Linked DNA regions of Mus musculus: region 2 is linked to region 1. The links are chromatin contacts, called in public promoter capture Hi-C maps. All regions are on one chromosome and are shown on one strand. The core of a region is the stretch at or near the end of the contact, and the rest is flanking DNA. Distances in the headings are between cores, read along the strand shown.

What was found. Promoter capture Hi-C pulls out the DNA fragments that hold promoters and counts their contacts.
Region 2: a contact with region 1 is called in a promoter capture Hi-C map of pre-B cells, with 4 times the contacts expected there. The contact joins the promoter of E430016F16Rik here to the promoter of 1500012K07Rik in region 1. A contact is called at or near these places in 1 of 39 promoter capture datasets (pre-B cells) and 1 of 484 Hi-C or Micro-C datasets (pre-B cells).

What each region holds. Positions count from the first base shown.
Region 1 is chr7:75,303,542-75,311,260 of GRCm38.p6, forward strand. 1500012K07Rik (RIKEN cDNA 1500012K07 gene) reads left to right here and starts at 5,161. Exons shown (of 3, transcript NR_045814.1): 1 at 5,161-5,375. Sv2b (synaptic vesicle glycoprotein 2 b) reads right to left here and starts at 5,721. Exons shown (of 13, transcript NM_153579.4): 1 at 5,333-5,721.
Region 2 is chr7:78,713,067-78,720,785 of GRCm38.p6, forward strand. It overlaps E430016F16Rik (RIKEN cDNA E430016F16 gene), which reads right to left and starts at 5,154. Exons shown (of 11, transcript NR_015542.2): 1 at 5,014-5,154; 2 at 1,035-1,215.

The DNA.
Region 1 (7,719 bases), core at 3,911-6,410:
CAAGTCCACTCGAAGCCCTGAACTGTCTGACTTCAGGATACTCCGCTGATACCATCAACTATTGTGCTGGCTGTTTCTCATCTTGTCCTTTCTACAGAGTCCTACTTCCCGTCCCTGAAATGTTCCAGCACTCTGTTGCTTCAGGACCTCTGCATTCGTTTGCCTTGCTTTGAACAGTCTATAGTGGCTCACTCTTTTGTTTCTCTCACACCTGTCCAATCAGTTACCTGATTCCCACCCCTTACTTTGTAGTGCCTTCCCAACACCATTCAAATATCTCCCTCCTCCTTTCCCTGTTCGGTGTTCCTTCACTGCCTAGCCCAGCATACACATACTCGTGTATTTATTTATAGATATGCCTCCCTGACTGGAATGGATGTTTCATGAGGTAGAACTTGCACTATGCTCAACTGATGCATGTCCTGCCTATGACATTCCTGGAACTAAAAACCACTCAATCAAGATTTAGTGAATGACTGTCTAAAGATGCATATAAATATGGGGAAAAAAAGACAGTCCATAAGCATTATCCATCCAAACTGAGTCAATAGAGAAAGGAGATCTAGCCACAGGAACTTAGTTTTTAATGTATTTTTGTTAATTCCTTGAGACTTACATCCATGCATACAATGTATCTTGATTATATTCACCCCTGACTCTTCCCCTAACTACTCAGTTCCAATGCCTATACCCAATCCCTCCCTACTTCATTCTCTCTCTCTCTCTCTCTCTCTCTCTCTCTCTCTCTCTCTCTCTCCCTCTCTCTCTCTCTCTCTCTCTCTCTCTCTCTCTCTCTCTCTCTGTGTGTGTGCGCGTGTGTGTGTGTGTGTGTGTGTGTGTGTGTGTGTGTGTTTCTCTATCTTTTGAGTCCAATGTGTGCTGCCCATGTGATTTCTGGTGCAGGGCCGTCCACTAGAGCACAGATGACCTATGGGAACCACACCCTTAAAGAAAACTGTCAACTGTCAATAGCTCCTCAGCTAGGGGCTCCTGAACACTTCTCCCCTCCATGCACAAGGGAACTTAATGTATTAAGAACCACACATTCCAAATTCTTCCCCTCACTGTACCCTGCTCTTTGCAATACTGAATATAATCGCTCCTCGGTCTTTTTGGCTAAGATCAACTGAAGAAGTGAAATTTATTTCTTTACACCTTCACATGGGCTTCCTTGTATAGTGCTTTTGTTAATAAATGGGGATCAAGAATGGTACGTCAGCTATATAAGTTTAGACTTAGAGAGACCATGCACACTTTCATCTTCTTTCCTTTTTTCTTTCCTTCTTTTTCTTCTCCTCCTCCTCTTCCTCCTCCTCCTTTTTCTCTTCTATTTTTCTAGACAAGATCTTACATAGTTGAGGTTGGCCTTGAAATTGCTATGTAGCAAAGGATGACTTGGTATTTCTGATACCCTGCCTCCATCTCTTAACTGCTGAGATTTCATACCTGTATCACCGTGCCCAGTTTATATGGTAATGGAGACCAAATAGAGGCCTTTGTGCATGCTAGGCAAGCAGTCTACCCACTGAGCTACATGCCCAACCCATACACTTCCACTTTCTCCTGATTCTCTGCCTCTGCCATGTGAACCTGCCCCAGCTATACAGGGAGAAGAGGGACAAGCATGGTCAGAGCCCAAGTCATCCCAAGTCAGGTCATCCCAAAGCAGCCATTTTTCAAACTCTCCATCAACAGAGCCAAGTCACATGAACAGGCACAGCAGAAATCAACCAAGTACAACTCAGACAGATCTCTTGGCCACTCCATACACATGAGAGAAAATAATAAATGCTAGTTGTTCAAGGTCACTGAGTTTGAGGGTGGTTTACTCTATACTCTCTTAAGACAAACCTTAAAGTGTGTGACCAGTTCTTCAGGTAGGTCTCTAAGCAGCTCTGCTCTCTGTAGCTTGGACGTCATGAATGGGGGTCTGCAGGACTTACATACACTGGCCATAGAACAAACTGTCTCCACCACTGAGGATCAATAATGTGGCATGCAGAGGAACAAAGCTATTCTGACATAGCCCAGAGAGACAGATCAGGTTTCTGAGACTAAAGAGTATAACTGAGAGGCAGACCTTGGATGAGAAGTAAATGCTCTCTTCTGAGATGAATTGGGTGATGACCAGCCACCCTGACCTTGACCCAGCCTCCCCCCATCCTATTTCACAGATGCTTTCACAAGGTTTTCAGCCATCAATCTCCCCCTCGCCCATTTCACTCATGGAACACTGCAGTAGGCTTACTGCACCACAAAGAGCTGATAGAGTCCTCAGATCCCCCCCCCCCCATACTGCTTTCTCCAAAGGACAAAGCAGCAAGCTGTGATCTTTATATTAAGCTTTTGGATGGAAGCCCTAAATAAATTCACCATCCAGCCATACGTAAATGCATTCCATCGTGCACTGAAGGTCAGTATATTTCCAGATGATCCCAATCCTTTCCGTAACCACAGAGATTCTTGCCAAAGAAAAGAGAACATGAGCTAGTGGGGACAACACCTGCCGGACTGTTCACTAAAGGTGACTCTGCTTCGTCTGGAAAAGAAACAGGTGTAAACACGGTCCTCCATCTGGGGGCTAGGAATCAGAGTCACCGAGCTTGCCTTGCAGAGATGTATCCCTCTGGCTTGCTGCATTAGATCCTGTTTTGAACTGTCCAAGTACCACTTCCTACCAGATAACCTTCTTTTAAACACGGAGATTAGGAACTCAGCCAAGTCCTTAAACAAGAAGTCAGTGCTGTATCTTAAGCGACAAATATATAAACAGAAATCATGAAGCAAGACAGCAGTGACCTTTTCATGTTATCCTCAGACAGTTCTCACCACCATCCCCCTCATTCACACAACTGGGCTTCCTGGGTCTCTTTCTTGTTCTCTTATGTGTTTGTCTCTTGTCTCAGGCTTTTGCAGGTTCTGTTACTCTACTCATACCGCCTGGCTTTCTCCCTCACTCTCACCAGAGTTGGTCAAGATGCCCTCATTATCAACTATCTCTCTGACCACATAGATAGCAGATAGATATGAAAGAGATAGATGATAGATTAGATAGGTAAATAGATGATAGATATGAAAGAGATAGACAGAGAGATGATAGAGATGATTATGATAGAAGGGTAGAAAGATAGATAGATAGATAGATAGATAGATAGATAGATAGATAGATAGATAGATAGATGGATGGATGGATGGATAGATAGATAGATAGATAGATAGATAGATAGATAGATAGATAGAAGGATAGATAGATAGATAGATAGATAGATAGATAGATAGAAGGATAGATAGATAGATAGATAGATAGATAGATAGATAGATAGATAGATAGGAAAGAGATAGACAAATAGATGATAGAGTTGATGACAGACAGACAGATAGATAGACAGGCAGATAGACAGACAGATAGACAAATAGATAGATAACAAACCCACTCCAAAACTTGCAGCACTTCTCATGTTTCTTATTCTACTTTATTTTTCTCCATCTCAGCTCCTGGGCTAAAATACTAAATACTTATTTATTTGTTCAGTAATACACTTGCACACACACACACACACACACAGTTTGCTCAATGCTACAGTTGCCACATATAGAGAAGTGCCTGTCACATGGTAGGAACTCAATGAACAAACTTAAGTAGCAACTTCATGCCAAATGATCACTATATGATGATTGTTAAACGATGAGCAAATACTTTTAAGTGTGTGTGTTACATATTTATCATGACAGTGTCGTTGCTTCCATTTTACAGATGATGAAATCAAGGCTCGAAGAAAGGCTAAGATACTTGCCAAAGACCAGCTCTCTTAGAGCAGTCAAGGCCACACTACCCACAGTGTGCCAGGTTATTATTCAAACACCTGGTGCTTTCAGTTACAAAATGCATGTAAGGCACACCTCTGGCAAAAGAAATAACCCACCAACAATGTTGGCTTTTTGTCCCACAAGTTGATCTGCTCTGAAACTCCCTTAGAAATTGCAAGAGTCCCTGCCTTTGTGAAAAGCTATTTCAATACTCCATTGTCCTGAAACTTAGAGAAAATACTTATCAAGAGAACAAAAGTAAAAAGCCGGACCTGCATTGGTGTGCTTTGCCCTCAGTGCAGCCTTCAGAGTGCCTCCTTGACACTAGTCTTGTTCTGCTAACATCAGCTCTGCCTTCCCATCAGCCGTGATGGTGATGGAATGGGAGAGGGTTGCAGGATATTCAAGAGCAATGGCTCAAGAAACAAAACCAATCCCGAACTGGTCACACCTCCTTACTACAGGTGTTTGTCCCCCACCGGGTGTGAGCCTGTGCCACATTAGGATTTTGTTTCCATCACCTCTTCATCCCTAAGGATCAATGCCACCTCTGACACATAAAACCGTTGGGCAAGTATTTGCTGACTCAGGGAAGACGCAGATTGTGCCTCACTCACCATATCAACTGCATCTTCTAGCAAGCCGCCTCTTCTGCAAAGGGCAAGGGAAAGCATAGAAGAGACCGCCAAGCTGGTTGCAATGTCTAGTTCCCCACCATCCACACACCTCTCACCCCTCACCTGCCCCTCCTTGAGACCCAGAGCCACCCACATTCACCTTCCAAACAGGCTTAGAAACCAGCAAGCATCCCACAGCGTCCCACCCTACCTTACCCAACACATCTGCATCAAGTTACCTTTAAACGGAGCCTGTTTGCATCTGCAATTTCTGGATAAAAGATAAAAGCATTTGGGCAGCTGGATCTGCTGTACCCGACAGATGAGAAATCTACCACTGGTCTGCTGCGGAGGGAACAGCAGCGCCTTGCTCCTCCCTAGCTAACGGCATTTGCTCACCCATCCCTGCAAAACAAATCATGTTCTTTTCCTTGCGCTAAAAATCCATCCAGAAAAAAAAAAAAAAAGAAAGTCCCTAAGAAACGGCTCCCACGCCCGCGGAGGGCGCCCTCAACACAGAGAAACACACACAAACCCCAGTCCAGAGCCAGCAGGTGTGGGCACGTATTTAATCTGTTCTCTGAGAAAAAGCCAACGAGGAGTAAGGTTGAACTAAAGGGATGTCCAGGAAGCATGTGGAAAGCAGCTATAAATGTCAGTAGCCCAAGTTGGGAAACTATTTACCGCGCCAATAGTTCATGTGCTTTCACTCCAAGTCCTGGGGAAGGCCACGTTCAAAGAAGCGCGCAGCCCGGGGCAGCAGCAAGTGCTCCTTTTTCGGTGCGCTGCTTTCCAACTCTGCTGCCCTTTGAGGCTTTTCCTAACAACCGCACCCAGAGGTCCCAGCACGGGTCTCAGCATGCCAGGCCTGGGAGCCCCGCACCACCGCGAGAATCGCCGTCCCCTACCTGGGTGGAAAATCCGCAGCGAGCCGGTCAGCAGCCGAACACCGTAAGTCTGGGCGGCAGCTCAGGCTAACGCGGTTGGTAATCCCAACCGAGGCAGGCTCTCCCTAGGGCACACCTGCATCGCCGCGCCCTCGTCGCCTTCGCTGCTGCCTCCGCTGTGCAGAGCCTCTGTGCAGCGCGCTCCCAGCACCCTGCAGCACCCCAGCCCTCCCGGGGCTCCTGAGTCTATTTAGAAGGATCAGCCAGAGCCTAGTCCAGGCACTGTGTTCACTGCGGAAAGCTCTTTGCTTCTAACTCCCTTTCAGATCCAAGGAGAGGAGTTCCGGATAGGTTGGAGGGGAGCCAGAGCCCACTCCCCGGACCCGCCCTTTCTGGATTTGCGGATGAACAGACCTGCAAACGTCTTATTCTATTAGGTTTGTTCCCAACTGACTATAAATATCTTGGTCTCTCCACCCTCCCACCTAAGGCGCCAAGGCGCATAAGACTCCAAGCTCTGTCCCCAAGCTCGGTCTTGGACTGGGGGTGTCCTCGGATTATGCCATCCCCAAACTACCCAAGATAATAGATGTTGACAAATCGTTCTGGTCTTCTTAACTCCTTTGGAACTGAAAAAGAGCTTGCTTGGCCAGCGGAGGGTCCGGGGGGTGGGGAGGGGATGAGGAAAATTTGGAGGGTTTAATATATTGGAGAAAGGCTCTAGCTGTTTCCTTCTTACCAATGCCACACGCGCGCGCACACACACACACACACACACACACACACACACACACCCGGCTCACAAACACAATGCAGCCAGCCTGGGAAGATTTTCCCAAAGCATAGGGTTCCTTCTAGAAGGAAATAAAGTCATGAACGAAGTCACCCTGGAAGTTCAAAGTCCAAATTAAACAACAGTACAGGGGCCTAGTCTTCTGTAGTGTCTGCTAAGTACCTTCCCTAATTGCTTTTCTAACTGTGAGAAGGACAACTATGAGAACGATACCATGACCAAAGGCAGTTTGGTGGGGAAAGAGTCTACTGAACTTACGTATCACCAGCACAATCCATTGAGGGAAGTCAGGGCAGAAAATGAGGGAGAGGCAACTGGGGAACACTGCTTACTGGCATGTTAGGTCTCCTTTCTTATTAAACTCAGGACTACCTGGTCAGGACTGGCACCATTCCCAGTAAGCTGGACTTCCCGTATCAGTCTCTAATTTAAAAACAAAAAAAAAAAAAAAAAAATGCCCTCACAAAACTTACCTACAGGCAATCTGATGAAGGTATTTTCCCAACTGAAGTTGCTCTTCACATATGTGTGTAGGTGTGTGTTGTTAACAAAACCAACCATTGTACCTAATTATGTCAAAGTGGAGGCAAAAGAGAAGAATCTTGCCTTTTCTCCACTCAATACTTCTGCCTCCCCAAGCTCTTCACTTCTATCACCCCCTCCAGCTACAGAAGGCTTCTCTCAGCTCCCCACCTCTTTCTTAGCCTGGGCTTGACCCTGAACCACCTTGCAAGGGCTTCCCTAGTTCCCCTCCCATAGTTGTTCCCTAAGGTGTAAGTCTAATCTTGGTTCCTTCCTGACTAAAACCAGGCCATTGGCTTCCCTTTGTCCTTAGAAACACTTCTTCCTCGTCGAGTGAACAAAAGTGTCTCCCCACTGACATCAACAGCTTCCATGCTTCACCTGATCCATTCCCCTCTACCCATTCCATTGAGTGAGAACTTGAAAGGACAATCCAGATAATTTCCTTAGTAATTCAAGGAATTTATGAACACCTACACATACCAGAGAATTAGGAAGTTATGCAGATGCCCTGTATGGTGTGTTCGAATGCCGAACCATAGGAAGTGGTACTATTAGGAAGTGAGGCTTGGTTGGAAGAAGTGTGTTGCTGTGGAAATGGGCTTTGAGGTCTCTTCTGCACAAGCTATGCCCAGTGTGGCACCCAGTCTCCTTCTGCTTGCTGCCTGTGGACCAAGATGTAGAATTCTCAGCTCCTTCTTCAGCACCCTGTCTGCCTGTACGTTGCCATACTTCCCTACCATGAGGATAACGAACTAAACCTCTAAAACTGTAAGCTGGCCCCAAGTAAACATTTCCTTTATTAGCACTGCCTTGGTCACGGTGTCTCTTTACAGCAATAAAACCTTCAATAAGACAAAGGCTAAAGTAGATTCAGAAGTCTATGTGCTGATGGATACAACTAGAGATAATCAGATTAAACTAAGTCAACCTCAGAAAGACTAATGTCATGCTTTCTCTCATTTATGGTGTCTGGTTTTATATAGACACATCAAATACCATGTGAATGTGGATGTAAATCCTACTTCAAAGTTTTAGATGTGTATATTTAGATTGACATTTATTTCAGTGATGAAGACGAAGGGAAATACTG
Region 2 (7,719 bases), core at 3,904-6,403, 3.4 Mb after region 1:
CCACAAACCCCAGAGAATTTACTTTACTATTTATTTTAAATATCCTATCCCTAAAACCTCTTGTCCTAAAGTCTGGGTAGGCCTCCTCTCCTGGCATTAGAGAAGAGTGATTAGAGACTCCTAAAGATGTTACATAAAGCATCTTTATTCCCCCTTCTCCTCCTCCCCCACTCCTGCTCTGGACAGTATCTCCAAAGCCCACTGGCACTTGAGCTGTTTTTGAGGCCTTGTAAACTTTCTTTAACTTGGGAAGCCCAGGGTTCTGCTAGAAACCAACAGTGCAATTACAGGGCTTTTAAACTGCCAAGCTCCTTGGCTCTCTTCTCCCAAGGGGACTCTCAAAAGCAAGATTGTGTTAGGCCAAGGAGAAAGGAGGTAAAAACACTTCACTAGAGAGGAGGGAGTTTCCCGACAGCACAGCAACTGCTTGCTAGGGATAGCCCAGAGGGTTAGGATAAGCTACCTTGATAACAGAGAGGGTTTTACACCCCAAATCAGAACCTTAAACTGAATGGTGAGATTATAGGATTCTGCCAGACAAGGAACAGTTATATACAGGCATAGAGGCACTAGGTTCAGAGTTAAATACATTTCCTTGGCAAAGAACCCTGGAATTGGCCCTATCTGCTCCTCCAGTGGCATCCCCAAGGATGCCACCTGGGACCCTGAACACATGTCTGTCCATTAGGCACCTGTTGTGGCACAAGGATTTTATTGGTTTGTGTATCTGTAGCTGCTTGGGGCTCAGTGACTGGTTTTTAGGTGCCTGGAGTGTGTGATTAATCAATATTTACTAGATAAAGAAACTGCAAAATGGTAAGAGGTCCAAAATGCTTAGAAAAGGGATTCCCAACAAGCCAACTTTGTATGAACTGATAGAAGGGAAAGTGGCAAGGTAAGAGCTAGGCCCCTTCTTAGTTCAAAGCTACCAATCACATCTAGGACCATGGGGGTTGAATGTCAGCAGTGGAATGTTCTAACCTCTGCTCTGCCCCTTAGAATGAACACATTTTTGCCATGAAAACTTTAGCTACCTGGGAACAGAGAGGTGATGCTGACTCTCCCTGAAAGCACAAGGTACCAAAGCTGGAGAATACTTCATGGCTCTTCTAATCCAACTTCCAAAGTCAAAAACACAGAAGGTGGGTATCCAGACCTCTTTGTACAGTCTCCCTCACACTCTGTCAGGACTGCTGGAAGTAGAGAACTGTGATCCTAGTATTATAAAAAGACATAAACAAATACCTCTATTTACCTCAGACAGAGAAATGAGGACAGATCAAAGTATAGATGCCACCAAATTCCAACATGGTGCACTAATGAGTTTTATTGGGGTTACTTCCTTACAGGAATACGGGTGAGAGGTTACTTACAGTAGCAGAAAGACTCAAAAGCCCCTGTGCTACCACCACCACAAAAGCCCACCCCAGCAGAGGTAACGGCTCACAAAGCTGGAAACCTGGGGCACATTGCTCAGCCTGCAGGTCAGAGAGCATCCTTCTGGAGGGTTCTTTCCACCAGTTCAGCTGGTCTCTGCTTCTTGCAGGCTGCTGGGCCTGTCTAAGGGTGGCTGTCTGCAGAGTTTACTGTTTATATGCTCTTAGGACTAGAGAAGCCTGGTTAATCTGGTCAATTTCAGGAACTTCCTGAAACCATTTTGAGTTCTTTGCTTCTTATCTTAAGGAAGTTCCCTAGGGCATTTCGCCTCCCCTCAGAACATCCTGTTGTTTCATCTCCCTGTAAATATCACGTCTTAAGAAGTTTCCCCCACTGCCATATTCAGGGATCCATCCCATAATTAGCCTCCAAACGATGACACCATTGCATACACTAGCAAGCGTTTGTTGCAAGGACCGTGATATAGCTGTCTCTTGTGAGACTAGGCCAGGGCCTAGCAAACACAGAAGTGGATGCTCACAGTCAACTATTGGATGGATCACAGGGCCCCCAATGGAGGAGCTACAGAAAGTATCCAAGGAGCTAAAGAGATCTGCAACCCTGTAGGTGCAACAACATTATGAACTAACCAGTACCCCGGAGCTCTTGACTCTAGCTGCATATGTATCAAAAGATGGCCTAGTCAGCCATCACTGGAAAGAGAGGCCCATTGGACACGCAAACTTTATATGCCCCAGTACAGGGGAACGCCAGGGCCAAAAAGGGGGAGTGGGGGGGAGGGAGTGGGGGGAGGGTGGGGGGGACTTTTGGGATAGCATTGGAAATGTAATTGAGGAAAATACGTAATAAAAAAAAAAAGAAGTTTCCCCCCAAGATGGAAAGTTGGAAGGTAACTTCTGCACAACACCTGAGGACAGAGGTACTTCATCCCTCGGGGCTTGTCCTTCATTCTTCAGAGGGACCCTGCCCTTTGCAGGTACCAGGCACAGGTGACTCATCAGGTATGAGAGACTGCATGGAAGTTCTTTTTGTGTTCCCCCAAATGGAAAAAATGGCATCTTTTGAAGAATGGTTCAGAGCCCCTCCAAAGCTGCTACACTCTGAGGTGTCTGAGTAACTCAAACCCCACCCTTGCTGTGCATGCTTCCTCCATAAAGAGGATACACTAATCCTGGACAAGGTTTTGCACAACTAAAACACTCAGGAAATATTCCCACCCATGCTAGGAGATGGCTGTGACTCCAGATGAAGAAACTGAAACTCTGAGAGGCCCAGCAACTCTCCCGAGTTATCTGCCTAGTAGGTAGATGCCCAGAACCCAAAACTTCTGACCTGAAGTTAGTATGCTCTGCATCCCCATGACTGGCAATAAGGTGGCCGTCTTACCTGCAGAGGATGGCTATGGGCTATATGCTGCCTCCATGGAATTTGTTAGTGGCCAAGAGATGGCCAAAGGAGGAGGAGAGTGGGCTGAGAGTCTATCCCCAATAGATGGTGTCTTAATCACCCCCTCTGGCAAATCAAGAGGAAGATTTTGCTGATGTGATGTATCTCCCTGCATCCGGCCAGGAACCGAAGGAGCAAGGAGAGCTCACCAACCTAAAGTGCTGTATGAAAGCCCATTAATAAACCTCCTGGCAAGGACACAGTGTGCACCATTCATAAATCTGTGGCCTGTGGGAAGGAGCCATGGAGCAACCTGTGGAGTGGCCTGGAAGGGAGTCTGAGGCTGCTGAGCTCTGGACATTCTTGAAGTTCCTCTGTAAACTTGGGGTCATGGGCATCTGCACTCCGAGTGGGGGACTGTTACCAGTCTGAAGCCCTGGAGCCTCAAACCCCAAGATGAATTTGTCTTCTTACTTAGAATATAGACCAGATGATGGTCTTGCAATTCCATTATCCCAGGATGCCCAGGAGAATTCAGACAAGAGACTGGGCCTCCTTGTCAGAAGGCTAAAGGACAAACACATGCAGAATAATTGTTGAGAGCCAGGCAGCCTAAATACTCTACTCCAATGAATCCCTCAATAACTTGATAAATCCTATCATGATCATCATTTTGGAGAGGTGGAAAATGGGGCCTCATGAAAGTAAAGTCATTCCCCGCACAGAGCTAGTCAACCCAGGCTGGACTGCTCCAAGTTGTCCAGAACACGGTAGGACACAGTTAAATGTGAGAGGTACAGTTCAAACTCAGGTTGCCGGGCTCCCTGGACCTCTATGCTATTCCACAATGTCTTCCTCTGCACTAGTGCTTTTCAGCAGGGAACATTTCACTTGTCGGAAGATGTTTGACATTATGGATTGTCATAGCTGGGGAGGAAGGAGTACTGCTGTCATCCATCAGACCAAGACCAGGAATCCTGCTAAATATCCCACAGTACACAGGGTGAGCCCTATGACACAGAATTAGCTGGCTAAGATACCAATGGGATTGAGGTTGGCAAACTATGTCCCTGAATCACCAAAGACTGAATTGTTTAGCGTCTGAGCTCTTCCAGGGTCTCGGGTTGAGGTAGGGCCAGGAAGCTCAGGCCAGCAATCTCCTAAGCGCTGTGTGGAACTCTGGCACACATGGCTGTTCTGTTACGGGTTTGTAAAATGGGAGAGCAGGCAGGGCAACTTTAGGAGGGAAGAGATTCACCAAAATCAAGATGTCTTTTTGGAGAAGACTTCTGTGCTACATCTGGTATTCTACTGGCCAGTCATCTCTGTCTCACTGTGTCTAAATACCTGAGGCACTCAATGTACAAGAGTGTTTCAATGCATGCATGCATTCTGAGGTTTCAGTCCACAGTGGCTCAGTTCACTTGCTTCAGGCCTGTGGCACAGAAATCATCAGGGCAGAGGAGGCTGCTCACCGGTGGCAGCCAGTAAGCAGAGATGAAAAGAAAGGGACTGAGATACCAATCACACTTTCATGGGCAGAACCCTATGAACCTGATGCCTTTCTACAGAGCTCCACACTAAAGACTCTACTAGCTCCAAACACTGCCACAAAGCCTTCAACAAGCCTTCGGGGTATATCTAAGGTCTAAACCATAATTGTAGTGATCAATCTTAGATGCCAATGTCAAATGCTTCCCTAGGTGTTTCCAGGAAAATTTGATAGGTGTAGTTAATTCTACAATAAGCTAGTTTTGAGTAAAGGATACCTGGGTTGACTGGACTCAGTGGCTCCAAAGGCCCTAACAGTAGAGTGGAAGTCTCCCCACAAAGGTGGGTGGAAGGGTCCCACTCACAGACAGCATCGCCCTTGATGCAGGCAGAGAGGTGCAGCCTGCCCTTGGGACGTCAACCTTTCCCTGCCAGCCCGCACCACCACAAAGCCAGTTCCCAGCATCTCTTTATAGTGATCATCTCTGTCTGCTTGGCTGGTTAACCCTGCTTACCACAAGTAACTCACAATCTCCAAGGGGAGAATAAAGCTTTATGACAATTCCCAAAGTGATTTGTCCAGCAAAGCCTTGAATTTGAAGAGCATCCTGTGGGATCATACTCCAGATGTCTTTTTCTGACAAGCAGTAACACAAGGAAACTAGGCAGTTTGGCCAGTTCTTTGGCCCGGCTTCTATGGATGGTATCGGGTTCTCACTATGGACAGAGGATCCTTACCACTACATGCCATCTGCCGGTTGCCCTTCTCCACTACACAGGAGGTGGTCCTCTTGCATCCATCCTTGAGGCACATCCAACACCATGACTGAGATTTCTTAGGTCTAGACCTTTGCTCTCAGTAAGCAGAGCTGATAAGCCTCAGCCCCTGAATACGCAGCAGTCAAAACGGCATGGTTTATGCAGAGCACCTGGCACACAGTGGGTGTTCAACTCCTGTGCCAAGACCCTCCCCTCTGATGACAAGCTGTGCTAAAACAGGCCTCCTACTATATAAGGAATAAGCAGGGTTTTTAAACCACTCAATATGGGCAACAGTTGCCAAATGATGCTACGGAGCTCTCCTAGGCCCGAGGCCCGCCCTAAATTTAACAGGCCTGTGTTTACAAACCCAAATCCATGCATCTCTGAGGCTCCCACACATATCCCAGCTGTCCGCCTGAAAAATTCCGCGTGGAGAGTCTCTGGCAGAGTCTCCACCAGCTGGTAACTCTCAGAGTGTTCCTGACACTTGGTCTGAGCCTTAGGCACACTATTCACAGGCGAAACCCAGGAGCTCCTCCTTCTACCTGAAGACTGGTAGGACTCTGAGCTGGTGGATTGCAACCAGGATTCTGAGGCTAAGCCACACACGGAAGATTCTAGGAGCTAAGACAAGCCTCTCTGCAGAGCCTGGCTTTTCTCTCTCTATCCTTTACTCATTCTCTGTATGTACTAGGCTGACACACATGCACAACATCACACCTTCCTACAATTCAGCTATCCTGAAACTGTCCAATAGCACTGAACACAGCCCAGAACCCAGAAAGACACAGAAGTCTCTAGATTGGACACAGAACATAGACTGATTCTCTGAACCACGTGCAGCGCCGTAAGCCTTCCCTCGGACCTTATTTCCCTTTCCTATGGGCTATTTCTCCAACTGAGAGACACCTAAATCACCAGACAGCTTGGTAAATACAGATTGCTTGTTCTACCCTTCCCACCCCACTCCAGTGATTCTGATTAGGCAAGTCTGGAACAGGACCGGAGGAATGGGCATCTCTAAGGAGTTCCCAGGTGAAGCTGATGTCACCAGATCAGGGGCTGCTCTCAGGTTAGGGGGTGGCTGCTTTACAGATTGGATGAGTCAAGCCCACTGACTCTAAGTAATCCTGAATCAGAATGGAATCTCCCTCTGTGTGTGTGTGTGTGTGTGTGTGTGTGTGTGTGTGTGTGTGCGCACTGGGGGCGGGGAAGATGCCGATAGTGGTGAGTCTCAAGAAAGAGAAAGCCAGGCTGACAGCTGCAGGAAGTGACAGTTGACAGCCTGAGAGCACAGAAAGAGACAGCAAACTATAAAAAGCAGACTTAAGAACTCAAAAAGCAAAACGGACCGAAGCCATCTCTGTGGGATACAGTTACTATATTCTCCAGATCCAACCTCAGGAAGAACTCTCTCCAAGCCCCGTGTGACCCTGGGAGTCACAGTGAAGACCCTATCATGTGAAGGAAGCTATACTTAGGCTGCTTCCAGGGCAGGGAAATGTAAAAATTAATGTTCTAAAAATTGACATCTAATTCATCGGCAGTAAAGATCATCGGGGGTTTAATGGGTTATAAACTTGGCACTATGAAAAACTTTTCACCATGAACTAACCCATTTGCTCAGTTTTCTAGGCTCCTACCGTGTGTGCACCTGCACATATGTATATCCTGCACCCATATACAGATAAATATCTGATGTAGAAACATTCTGTGGGGTGTTGAGAGACATCATGAGTTATAGAGACCATGCTTAGCACACACCAGGTCCTGGGTTCCAGTGCCACCATCAAATTACTCCACTAATGAATGTAAGCAGTACAATTCCCCACTCCCCATACCATAGCCCCTTCATCATTTCTTCCTTGACCGTCTAGACAAGGCTGGGTCCCATCTGGAGCTCCCATTTGCATACCTAATTGTTCTAACTCTGTATTTCTCACCACACTGCAATGTAATACATTCAATAGCCTCTTTCTGAGCTTTTCCGTTCCTAGTAGGGCAGAGTGTAGCAGGTGCTTAGTGAATGGGTGTTGTTTGAAGGCATATCCTTAACCTTGCCGTATCTAAGTACACACACACACACTCACACGCACTCATTTATAAAGAAAATGTAGGTCAAGGAGTTTGAGTATATGCCTCGAGGCAGCCCCAATTTCTGAAAGCAGGCTTAACTGTGCTTATTTCTGCTAGCAAGGGAGCGTGGAGGTCCTCCGCAGAGAGTGCTGTCTCTCACACTTCCTGATTTTAATCAGAACTACATATTCTGGGTGAGGTGGCAAGAAGAAAGAGGCTGTAAACTCAATTAGATCACTCCTGAGTCCCCATCCCATGACTGTTCTAAGGAGCCAACTACTATCCCTCCACCTTTCTTTACACCCTCCTCCAAATACACATCCAATCCCAATTCCCTCTCTCTATACTAAATATCCTGAGAGAGTCCCCATTCATGGGATAGGGCCCTGTGTTCTCTGACCAGCAGACAGACATAGGGGAAAATCATGTTTCCCATCATCCATAGCATACCTGCCTGTAAATAAAGTACACTAAGAGAAATTAGCTCAAGCTTCTTTAGCTCTGTGGAGCTCACTCCCATGGGCTAGTGGAAGAAGAAAGGAAGGCAGAGAGGACAGGATCTCACTGACAAAACTGACCACATGAATGAAGGAGGTTTCAAATACA